Linked DNA regions of Zea mays: all the other regions are linked to region 2. The links are chromatin contacts, called in public Hi-C maps. All regions are on one chromosome and are shown on one strand. Each heading gives the region's core, a stretch centred on a gene start, on an enhancer-like site or on the middle of the called end of the contact. The rest is flanking DNA. Distances are from core to core; before and after follow the strand shown. Region 1 holds the start of LOC103649016 (probable serine/threonine-protein kinase DDB_G0276461). Region 2 holds the start of LOC100193953. Region 3 holds the start of LOC100284576 (ENT domain containing protein).

The links. Hi-C and Micro-C count contacts between places; a contact is called where the count stands out from the background.
Region 1: a Hi-C map of ear shows a contact between it and region 2, with 2.1 times the contacts expected there. The contact joins the promoter of LOC103649016 here to the promoter of LOC100193953 in region 2. A contact is called at or near these places in 4 of 25 Hi-C or Micro-C datasets (ear, endosperm, leaf and 1 more).
Region 3: a Hi-C map of tassel shows a contact between it and region 2, with 1.9 times the contacts expected there. The contact joins the promoter of LOC100284576 here to the promoter of LOC100193953 in region 2. A contact is called at or near these places in 3 of 25 Hi-C or Micro-C datasets (ear, leaf and tassel).

Annotation. Positions count from the first base shown.
Region 1 is chr2:158,350,694-158,354,806 of Zm-B73-REFERENCE-NAM-5.0, reverse strand. LOC103649016 (probable serine/threonine-protein kinase DDB_G0276461) reads right to left here and starts at 1,863. Exons shown (of 8, transcript XM_020548429.2): 1 at 1,495-1,863; 2 at 747-1,343; 3 at 51-213. The coding sequence starts at 1,219.
Region 2 is chr2:158,217,975-158,222,018 of Zm-B73-REFERENCE-NAM-5.0, reverse strand. LOC100193953 reads left to right here and starts at 2,535. Exons shown (of 8, transcript NM_001359358.1): 1 at 2,535-2,727; 2 at 3,365-3,497. The coding sequence starts at 2,641.
Region 3 is chr2:158,418,304-158,422,022 of Zm-B73-REFERENCE-NAM-5.0, reverse strand. It overlaps LOC100284576 (ENT domain containing protein), which reads right to left and starts at 1,548. Exons shown (of 11, transcript NM_001157471.2): 1 at 1,352-1,548; 2 at 1,134-1,246. The coding sequence starts at 1,161.

The DNA of each region.
Region 1 (4,113 bases), core at 614-3,113, 130 kb before region 2:
ATGTAGAACAGGCTAAGAAAGGGCTCAAAACATGAAAAATCAATAGAAACCTCAGGAGCTCTATATGAAGGAGTAGTGTGCTTCCTGATGTTATCTTCTTCAATGCCCATCTCCTCAGGTTTATCAAAGCACTTATGATTTGTCGATACACTACCAAAATCGCATAGTTTCCATGCCCCATCAGCAGCAAGAACATTTTCTGCCTTTAGGTCCCTGCAAATGCAAATGAATTATATTTTCTGTCATAGAGATCTGAAATGAAACTTGGCATAGCAGTTTCCCTGAGGGTACAACTTCAAACAGTACAATAAGGACAAAAAGAAAACACAGAATTATCTGTTGCAAACTACAACTGAACAAAGATAGTCCTGAATGCCTTAGACCAAGGAAAACGATCAAGAACAACACCCAAGGATGTGAAAAGGTATCATGCATTAGCAATTAGTTTGCAAACCAAGATGCCAGCTATAGAGCAAACATGAGCTGATTCAACATGCTTTTCTATGTTACATCATTCGACTTGCAAGTTTGGCATTTCGTTAATTGATCCAGTATAACATTGCTGTGAGTATGACATAGATGCAATGTTATGTTCAATCAGTATAAAAGGCAAACTTGCATCTATTTTGTTTTCACATAAAACATAGATAGATTAACGCTGTTAAACAGTTCCATGGAAAAGCAACCACAAAAGCATCAACTGCATAAAAAACACTGTGTACTGCTTGACTGGAAAGTGGACTCACCTGTGAGCAAGAGGTGGCGTCTGGCAATGCATCGCAAAGACAGCATTGCAAACATCCCGGAAGATCAGCGCCACCTTCTCCTCATCAAAGTAACCTGCTCCTCTGCCCTCCAACACAGAAACCAGTGACTTCCCGCAGAACTCCATGAGCAGCAGTGCCTCCCTCATCCGTCCCATGTCCAGTATGGCGTGTGCAACCAGTGTGACCACATTAGGGTGCCCCTTGAGCGACCGCATCACCGTGATCTCCTTCTGGACCAGGTTCAGCGACTCCTCGTCCTGGACAATCACGCGCTTGAGGGCGTACTGCTTCGCTGGGTTTACCAGGTCTCGAGCAGCATAGACAGATGAGAACCCACCCTCAGCAATGGCCTCTCGGACGTGCACCTTGACATTGCCAACATCGACCGTCCGACCCTCGAGGCCGCTGGGGCTGGGCTGCTCCTTGGGGATGAACTGCTTGAGCCTCCACATGGCCGTTATTGCACGAAAATCTTAGACAAACCTTGCAGCACAGAGTGGCCGTTATACTCGGATTGGGGGTTCAGTTGAACCCCAGAATTTATTGGTTTTATTGAACCTGCACGATGGAAAGAACCTGACGGGATCATACATGGATGAATTAGAGTAGGCTTGTTCAGCAGCGCCACCAAAGATTCGGATTTGATTGTATGCTATCACAGAAGATCTCACGAATAACAAAAACGAGACCGCAGAGCAATTCAACCAAAGAGGTCAAGGTTGCTTACCAACAAACGGAGATATCGATCCAGGTCCGGCCGGGTGGATCTGCACTGCACTCCAGACTCTTGTACCAACAGAGTGCAGCACCGCCACCTTCCGCAGAGAGAGGGAGAGAGAGAGAGAAGGAGGAAAGAGAACTTGGGTGGAAAGGGAGGTCTCAGTTTGTCGTGCCCATCGCCAGCCGGTGAGGCCGCCGCCGTCGGGGCGCAGCGGGGGGCTGCGTCACATCGAACAGGAAAGGGAACCCTCTGACGACGAGGCGCAGCTGGGCAGCTGGCGGCAGCGACGGTGGGAGAAGAAAGGAACCCCTCCCCCTGTATATCTTCTGGTGCTTTGGCTTCTGGCTTACCCAATTATATCCACGGCGGATACCCTTTCCTCATCTCCCGTTGACACAGACTTTTCCAACGGTGCCCTTGACCACGAACCACATGTATTAAGATGAATTCAAATGTAATTTAAACTAATTTACACTCCAATATATCTCAACGCATGTGGATTATGGTCAAAACAAAACCGTAAGGTGACGTTTGGAGTGGAAAACCTTCTCTCCGTAATGGGTGATTGGAAAAGCAACTAAATTTTTTTTACAGTTAACTGAAGGCTGCACTGGACGACCCTATGCCTCACTTAACTCTCTCTCTCCTACCCTTCCGACGCTAAATACAGCGCTCCGGCTCCCCTGTGGTAAATCGAGCGGGCGGCTATACATGCATGTTGTAGACGGCGGTGGTGGAGGTGGGCACAGACACATACATGCTGCTGACGGTATAGAAAAGTGGGGAAAATATAATATAATATATGGTAGTTGGTATAGGGTAGATATATAGAGTAATTGTGACCGCAGAGAATTGTTGGATAGAGTAGAAAACCTTGTTGGCTAGGATGGAATATTTCTTTTAGGGTACAAAAATATGGTAGTATGAGTGCGGATAGCCTAACAATCCCCACGGGCCACATCAGACCCCGTATTGGTGAGAAAGGTTGCTCCTCTATATATGGAACCTTTAATCTCTTCTCACACTTTAGTTAATTTATATTTTTGTGATATTAATCCATTTAAGTATCATAACCTGATAATAATGTGTATTAGGGTAGTAAAATAATCTATAATTTTTAAAAACTTTAAAATTAATGAAAAATGGCAAATAACTGAATTATAATATAGAGGTAATGGTTGAAGATGTCCTATATGTAGGGAAGTATCTTTTAAAATAATGTAGTAAAATATAATAAAAAGTATATATAGGGGGAGAAATGTGGGGAGAATGAATAGAGATGGTGAAAGGATTTTTTTTAAACAGGGTCAAGTTACCTTGGAATAGAACATCTCCGAGGAACTCTCTATTTAACTATTTATAAAAATTACACTCTATATATAGCATCTTATTCTAACGGACTCTTCAACATATAAGTTAGTTTGTCTAGCCGGAGTGACTAGCCAAGTTTAGTTGGCTAGGGAGGGGTCAATTTAGAGAGCTAGATGGCTTGACGAGTTGGATAGCTAGTCTATTGGAGAGTTATCTTACTGTTAAGTAGCTAAAATTTGACTTAACGAGTCATTTGATTAGTCTCTTTAAAATGCTCTGGTGACATGATAAGAGAGTTAAAAAGAAAAGGAAGAAAGATGTATCACGAAAGAAATACTACGTAGTCATACGATTATATAGACATTAAAATTTGGACCATCTAAGGCTATCTCCGGCAAGCTATATAAGTGTCGGCGTTTCGACCCTGGGGGGTCCCTGGACCGACGAGTAAATTGTCGCTGCGTGTCCCAGCCCAGATGGGTCGGCGCGAGGCGGAGCACGAAGGGGGAAAGAAACAGGCAAAGGGGAAACCCGCGGCCTTCGTGTTGCCCTGCGCCCAGGTCGGGTGCGCTTGCAGTAGGGGGTTACAAGCGTTCGCGTGGGAGAGAGAGTGAGCGGGAACCTTATGCGTCGGCCCGTTCTCCCGCGCGGCCAACCTTCTCGTACGAGAGCCCTGGACCTTCCTTTTATAGGCGTAAGGAGAGGGTCCAGGTGTATAATGGGGGGTGTAGCAGTGTGCTAACGTGTCTAGCAGAGAGGAGCTAGAGCCCTAAGTACATACCGTCGTGGCAGTCGGAGAGGTTTTGGCACCCTGTTCATGTGATGTCGTGGTCGTCGGAGGAGCGCTTGGGCCCTGTGGAAGGACAGCTGTCGGGGCTGTCGAATATGCTGATGTCTCCTTACTTCCGTAAGGGGCTGAGAGCCGCCTTTCGTCATGGAGCACGCGGGACGCCATCATTATTTGTTTATCAGGGCGAGCCAGATGGGACGTCGGTCTTGTTCCACGTAGCCTGAGCTAGCTAGGGGTAGGGTAATGATGGCCCTCCTTGTGACGTGGTCGGTCCGAGCCCTAGGTCGGGCGAGGCGAAGGCTCCTCCGAGGTCGAGGTCGAGTCCGTCTTCCGAGGTCGAGGCTGAGTCCGACCCCTGGGTCGGGCGAGGCGGAGACCGTCTTCTGAGGTCGAGGCTGTGTCCGAGCCCTAGGGTCGGGCGAGGCGGAGTCCATCGTCCAGCGTCGAGGTTGAGCCCGAGCCCTGGGGTCGAGCGAGGTGGAGTTCGTCGTCTTCCGGAGCCGAGGCTGAGTCCGAGCCCTGAG
Region 2 (4,044 bases), core at 1,286-3,785:
CCGGAGCCCAGCCGCCCCTGCGCCCTGCGCGGCTGCACGAGCGTGACCGGAGCCTGCGCGCGACCGCTGATTGGAGCCGCCCCTGCGCCCTGCGCCCCTGCGTGAGCGCGACCGGAGCCGTGAGGGCAGGTTATCCGGCACTCCAGCAGACGTGGCGTCACCTCCACGGCCACCCGGCCCACCGACTGCCGCGGGGATGGCCGGAGCAGCCCCCTGCTCCTCCCCGACCTCTAGGACAGGGAGTTTCCCTTCCTCTCCGACCTCCTTTGCGTCTGTGTGTCCCTGCTCCTGCTGCTACCGACGGCCAACTCGAGTCGTCCACCATTTCTATGGATGGGAACTCGAATCGAATCGACAATAACACCAGCCAATCATTTGCCGATCCTCTGACTTTGACTTCCACTGATCGCGAGAATGCTTTGGATGCAGATATAGGAGGTACAGCTGCGACGCCGTCGACAGCGACATCGAGTACCGCAAGCACGGAGACTATATGCCACAAGCGTGGCCATAAGAGCACCTCCGATGCATGGAATGATTTCGAGCAATTGTTCAAGGACATAAATGGTAAGAAGGTTAGGTGTGCCGCCAAATGCCTTTACTGCAAATCTCAACTTACTGCTTCTTCAACTGCTGGTACTGGTCATTTGAAACAACGTCGTAGTACTTGTGCATCTAAAGCTCAACGTGCTGCTAAGACTCAATCTTTGATTCAGTTTAATGCTGATGGTTCTATTCGTTCATGGGACTATAATCCTGATATTGCTCGTACTGAGTTGTGTCGATTGATATGTACTTTAGATCTTCCCCTAGGTATTGGTTCCACTGCTGCATTTGAACGTTACATAAAACATGCTCATAATCCTAGGTTTACTGTTGTTTGTAGACAAACAACCACTAGAGATTTTGTAAAGTTTTATAATGAAAGTCGTACTTCACTAATAGATGTATTGAAATCTAGTGTTTCATGTGTTGCTCTTACTTCTGATATTTGGTCTGGAAATGCTAAGGAAGATTATATTAGTGTGGTTGCTCATTATGTTAATGTTGATTGGGTTTTGGAAAAGAGGGTAATTGGTATGAGGTTGATTGATGTTTCATAATGGGGCTAATATTGCAGATCGTGTTAAAGCTGTTATTGCTGATTTTGGATTGTCTGATAAGGTATTTTCCATCACTTTGGACAATGCATCAGCTAATACAACTGCAATCTTTTTCCCTTCTGACCAAAGGGTTTTTTAATGAGGCAGTCATTGCACAGCTCTAATAATATTAAGTTTGTTTTGGTCAAAAATTGTTTGTCTTCTATTTTGTTGGTTTGCTGATCATATTTGATTGTATGTTTCCAATTTTAGGCTTTTGTGTATTTCGGGCTCGATTCTGTATTCTGGGCTCAATTATGTATTCTGGGCTCGGTTTTGTTTTTCGGGCCCAAATGTGTATTTCGGGCCAATTTTGTATTTCGAGCCTTTACTATTTTTGGGCCGCCTGTTTAAAGCCCGACACGTTTAGCTGAATACGGGCCGGGCCGTGGGCCGAGGGGTCGGCCCGTGGGCTGGCACAGCACGACCTGAATTTAATACTGGGCTGGGCCGGCCCGAAATTAAACGTGCTGGGCCTTTTCGGGCTTGGGCCAGGCCGGGCCGGACGACCCGAATGTACACCTATACATGGGCGGGCACGAGCACGACCCGTTTAAAGCAGGCACGAAATGGCCCATATAGAGGCACAAAATGCCCATATTTATTAAAATCATACTTCATTCCACACTTTTATGTATTTGATAAAGAACACAAAGCTAGAGATAATGTTAGTTAGATGTTTTTTGTAGCTTTGAATTAGAGTATGTGATATAATTTTATTTTTGTTATGAACATTAGATAATGAACTGAACTTGCGAACTTTATATAGAGCTGATTATACTCTTTTTCTTTTTAACAAAATGATTTGTAAACGAGGTAGTCATTGCATAACTCTGGTAACTTAATACAAATATTAAGTTTGCTTTTGTCAAATTTATTTGTCTTATCTTTTATTTGTTTTATTAAATTTGTTTTGAATTTCGGGCTTTGATGTGAATTTCGGGCTTTTATAATTTCGGACCGCCCGAAATGAGCCCGGCACGTTTAAGCAATTACGGGCCGAGCCGTGGGCTAGCCTGGAATTCAAACAATATGGGCCTTTTCAAGTTTGGACCGGGCCGGGCGGCCCAAATGTACACCTATACTTGCAGTTGCCCATGGTCAAACACAGAGTTAAGAGATCAAATTTACATATGTAGGTGACAATTGATTATAAATTCTCTAGAGTAAGACTATTGTTGATAATAAATGTTAGATTAATTCATACTACTATAATTTTGATTTTACATATATTTTACATGTGTGGTTAAATATCATGAAATTTTATATATGCCCATTGCATGATAGAGGTACTGTTGTCGGACCCACCTGTCAGTCAACCTCTAGCCTGTAACCCGTTCCCCAACCTCTCGCGTTCGTGTCCATCTTCGAATTCGAGCTCCTCCATCTTCCTTCACCCTCCTCTCTCTCGCTGTTTGAGGAGAACTACCTGCTCCTGCTCCCTCTTCCGCTCCTCCGCGCTCCCGCTCGCCATCCCCAGGCTTCATTTCGGACGGGGATGGACGACTACGCCCGGGAGATGATGGAGCTGAAGACGCTCGTCACCCGCACCCTCGAGAAGAAGGGCGTTCTCGCCAAGATTAGGGTTCGTACTTACCACTTCTTTCCTTCATTTCCACATCCCTTCATTGATCCGGTGCCTCACCCACACCCCAGGATCTAGCTTTTCCCGCCCTCCCGTTTGGGGATCTACACCTTCGCTTCCGCAATTTCCTTCCCCAAATGCGCGCATATGTTTTCCCCCAATTTCTAATGTGCACATTCTGAGCGCCTTGGCTGTTGGGTAGGTTCTTGTTTAGGAATATGGAAGAATGCTCACGCATTGCTCAAGAAAAGTTTTTTCACCACGTTCGTCCAGTTTGTTGTTCTAGTCGCCATTACCAATTCGTGTGCTCATTTTGGTAAAACTCGTTTGGAGCATATGAGATTGCTCTCACATTGCTGAAGCAAAGACTTACCTCGTATTATTTTGTTGGTCTAGTTGTCATCACCAATTGGTGTGCTCATTCTTGGCACAGTAGGAGCAAACACGTCTGCGTTACTGGAAATTTCGTGTTGTGTTGTGACTACTGTACTTACACTTCTTAGTGCTCTCTTGTGTGTGTGTTGTGGGGCGGGGGCTGTAAAAGATTGTGTGTAACATGGATAAATACATAGTTATAATGGCCACATACTTCTGCTTCCGCCACCTTTCTTGATGATGTTTCTGGCTGCATGACTAGGCTGAGCTAAGAGCAAGCGTGTTTGAAGCCATTGAAGAGGAGGATCGGGTGATGGAGAATGATGATGGCGGTAATCCTGCTTTGCTTGGTAGCTGTAATGACCGGGCTAAGCAACTGCATGCTTCACCTTCAGGTTTGCCTTTCGAATGTGCTGACTAATCGGTTGTTTCAAATATGCCCGCAGAAGCCAAAGCTTGTCTCTGGTTCGCTATCAAAACAAAAGAGAGGGAGAGAGAAAGCTTGTCTCTAATGCTGGCTATGCATATACACACATATATTGACCTATAAAAATTTATACTACAGTTCTGAAATATTCCAGAAGGACAAAGGTTGATATTCTACTGCATGATAATCTTTTCATCGCTGGAAATTCTGACATGTTTGAGCAAGCAATTTAGGACTAAACCTGAAAGATACTCATTTTTTTTCTCCTGATTGATGACTAGCATGAGTCTTTTGATTTGAATGCTTCTGTACCAGTGACAACTCAAAGAAGCATTCCCTTAATGTATTTAGTTGTTAATGTTTAATTGTCTATGTTGTTTTTAAGTCCCATCAAGGATATCTCAAATGTTTAGGGTTGTTATGCTGACCTTAAATGATTTTCAGTACTAAGTTTACCAATGTGTTTTGCAAGCTGCACATAACATGGAATATTTTTACATTCTAGGATTTCTGTT
Region 3 (3,719 bases), core at 299-2,798, 200 kb before region 2:
GGAGATGACATCATGACAGGCACTTATCATTCGTCCCAGAACATGAAAGCTAAAGAATCAGGCTCTAAGCTCGGGGCATGAAATTTATGACCCTAATGCTTAAGTTGTTATAGACATCTAAAGATTATGCAAGCATGGTTTGGCTGCTAATCAAAAAATAAATATTAAATGAAGTAATGCACCTAAAAATTTGTCATTTTACAAACCCAAATACTAAGGTGGTAAATCCTTAAGGGCTGTTTGGCACAGCTCCAGCTCTGCCACAGAAGAATACTGTAGCACGGATTCAGCTCTTCTTTCTAGTTCATTTTTTGCCTCAGTAAGCAAAACAGCTGCTTGCTATAGTAGCAAAAATTGCGTTACAGTGAACGGGAGGAGGAGCCGGCGCCCCCAAGAGCCATACCAAACAGCAAACAGGGACTTAATTGAGTCAAGCCCATAAAACCCATTCAACACCGAATTAAATTTCAGAAACATAACTGAATAGGCATTTCAGCAACATATAAACTGCAGACACTATCAGCGTGCACAAAGCCAGGTATTGTACAGACACAAATTTCTCATGAGAACAACCAGAGTGCCATGCTCCAAAGAGCCCCATATATCAAATGTTCGCCATTGGATACATAATTCAATTTTGCAGAAACAAAGGGAACCAAGAGAGCAAAACCCCATTAAATCTCCAGCTGTCCAGAAAAAAAATGAGGTTGAAACAGACAAATTCAATCCATATGAAGGAAATCGTGCAGTTTTATTTGGCAGCTTGTATTTTCGTGATCCCAAAAACTGAAAATTATACAGAAACCACCCAAATCCACCATGAGAAACTCAATTCACTAATGCAGAAACCAATATTCCTAAGCAATAGTTCACCACAACATCCAACGACGTTTGACTATTTCCCCAAAACAGGTGAATTCCGGATAACTCTAACCCTAAAGTCCTCCCGTCAGGCAAGTTCAAACCCTAGCCCCCAAAATCCATCCAACCACACTGAGGACGCGACCTTGTAGCCCACTCATATTCACAGCCAAGGAATTGGCATTCGCTAGTAAGGAGCTGAAGAAAGCGAAACCATAGGAGTAGAACCCTAGTCAAGGAGGCGGGCAAGGGCTCGAGCTCCCCGCACTCACCGCTGCTGTCGGAGGGCCGGTAGTCCATAGCCTACCGTCGTCGGCAACTCCACCAACCACCACCAACACCGCCGTCCGCCGGTAGTACAACACGCGCGGGCACAGACGCGAACCTGAAAGAGCCAAACGAACAGGGGTAAGCTCCCTCCGCCACGCCGGGGCTCGAGATGCCACCCCAAGGCCGCCACTCGGGCGACGAAGGGTCAGCGAGCGCTCACCTGCGGCGGAAGCGAGGGCGCGGCGGGGGGCGGAATCCGGCGAGATTCTGGGGAGGAGAGCTAGCTGTGCTGCTACTATCGTATCAGGCGCTCCGTTTTCGATAGAGAAAGAGGAAAGATAAAACAACAATCGACGGACTTGCAGCGGATTTTACAGCCGTGATGTGGGTGCATCCTGCAAACGTCGCTGGACCACCGGAAGATCCCACCGTCCACGCGTGCATCTTAAGCCTCGTTTAGTTTTTAAGATATTTAACGTGGTTATAAACATACTAATTTATATCTTAGTTTATAAAAATTGGTTTTCTAGTTTCTTAAAAATCAGCAAGCTAGCATTTCCTAACTAAAGCTAGTTTATAAAAATTGAGGTGGTTTCAAACTTTATAAACTAGTTTTTTTCATAAACAACTTTCTAAAAATTAAAAATAAGAACTAAAATTTTAAAAACTAGGTTGTTTCCGAACATGATCTTAGCCATCAAATTCAGCCACGTCACATTCAATGCATCAGATTGTCCGGACTTAAACAACTCTAAATTTTTACCATAAAAAGAATATTTTATCCTTACCAATGAAATTCTTTACTTTATACCACAATCCCTCATAGTCATATTTACTCCATATCTCAGCCCTATAACAACTACCCCATATTATATCATTTCTTTGCAATTCCCTTCCATTCCCGGATAACTACCTCCTCACGTTTTTTGCACATAGTGACACATGGTGCAGCCATTAGAGGTGGTAATAGGCTCTAGATTTTACACTATAAAATTTAAGGATTGAGTCAGATTAGAATCGAGCTCTATTCCTATTCGTTTTTGAACTAAAATTAATTAAGGGTTCTAATTTTTTGTGAAGAAGAATTTAGATTGTGATCCATTACCACCACTAGCTGCCATATGGAATCAAAGACTCACATAGCAATATAGAATAAAGGAATAGGCACTTTGTAAATGACGTTCTTCATGCCCGCCCCTATTTTACCGTGGCCGGAAACGCTCACCGTTATTCTTTTCCTACTCTATAGTTTACTCTAACTCGGTGCGTAAGGTTCATGACTCTAGATACCCTCAACCCGGGTTCCAAAGAGTTGTATCTATTATAACATCATTATCGATCATAACTTTTTAATGCACAATCTATACCATCATCCTACAGCCATATCAACGACACTCAGCTTTTATTTTTACATACTCGATGTACAATAAAACATAATTTTTAATTCAAATATCGTAAACGAGAAAAAACAGTAAAAAGAATATATAACTAATTCCAAAAAACAATACTGCAAAAAATAAGGAACGTTCATGAAATTCAAAAAAACAAAATCAACTCATGTGGTGCAATAGAAACTGATTACATTCAAGAACTAGTTTCTATTGTAGCACATGATGTTCTTGTACTCGCTACGAGATTAACTCATGTGATACAATAGAAACCGGTTCATCGATGAACGCAAAAGGTATTGTAGTTGGTACTCCACATCGAATTCATGTCTAAATGGAGATGGAACTGTATGAACGTGGGTGAATATACGTGAAAGGAGGAAAGATGAATATGGATCAAAGAAGATAAGGACCTCTATTTATAGGGTGTGAGTTCAGTATTTTTTTCAAATTCAAACGCTTGAAATTGTATGGCCTAATGAGATGTTGACATCTGTCCAAATGTTGGGTGGTATCGACCATGTTCGGTGGGTTTCGACCGTGGCCCTAACACGTCGGTCGATACCAACCAATCGATACAGACCATGTGATCTCCAACGTGGTCGGTATCGCTCGGACCGCCCAGTTAGCAGCCTAACCAACCAATCGGACGCCGACCGGCGCTACGACCGGTTCGGTCGATAGTGACCACCTGGTTCGCCACGCTAGCGATCAAATATCGAGTCATGTTGGAACCGGTCTTAAGAGCATATCTAAATTTTGGAACATCATTTAGAGAGTTATTTGAGTAATGACATATTTAGTTGGTTATTATTTAAAGAGTTACTAAGACACCAAAGAGAGTCATTTTCATGGCTTGGTGATACACGCTAGTGAGGAGCTCTCTTTTGGATGTAAACCCCATAAATTTGCCGGTCGCATGTATATTGTAGTTTTAAAGGCAAATGTTTGATTAATTGCTACAGATATAGTATGCCACACTTTTTAGCACCTTGATTCACATGTTATACACTCAATTTCTTGCCAAACTTTAACACAAGCATGAATTTAATTTTACTCACCATGTTTTTAGGGAAACTGAAGGGATTGTGATGCTTAAGAGAGGAATAAATTAGACAACTTAAAGAAAAAATTGCATATGTGGCTCCAAAAAACCATGGCTTCCTTTGAACTTGATAGTCACCTATAGGGGTAAAATCA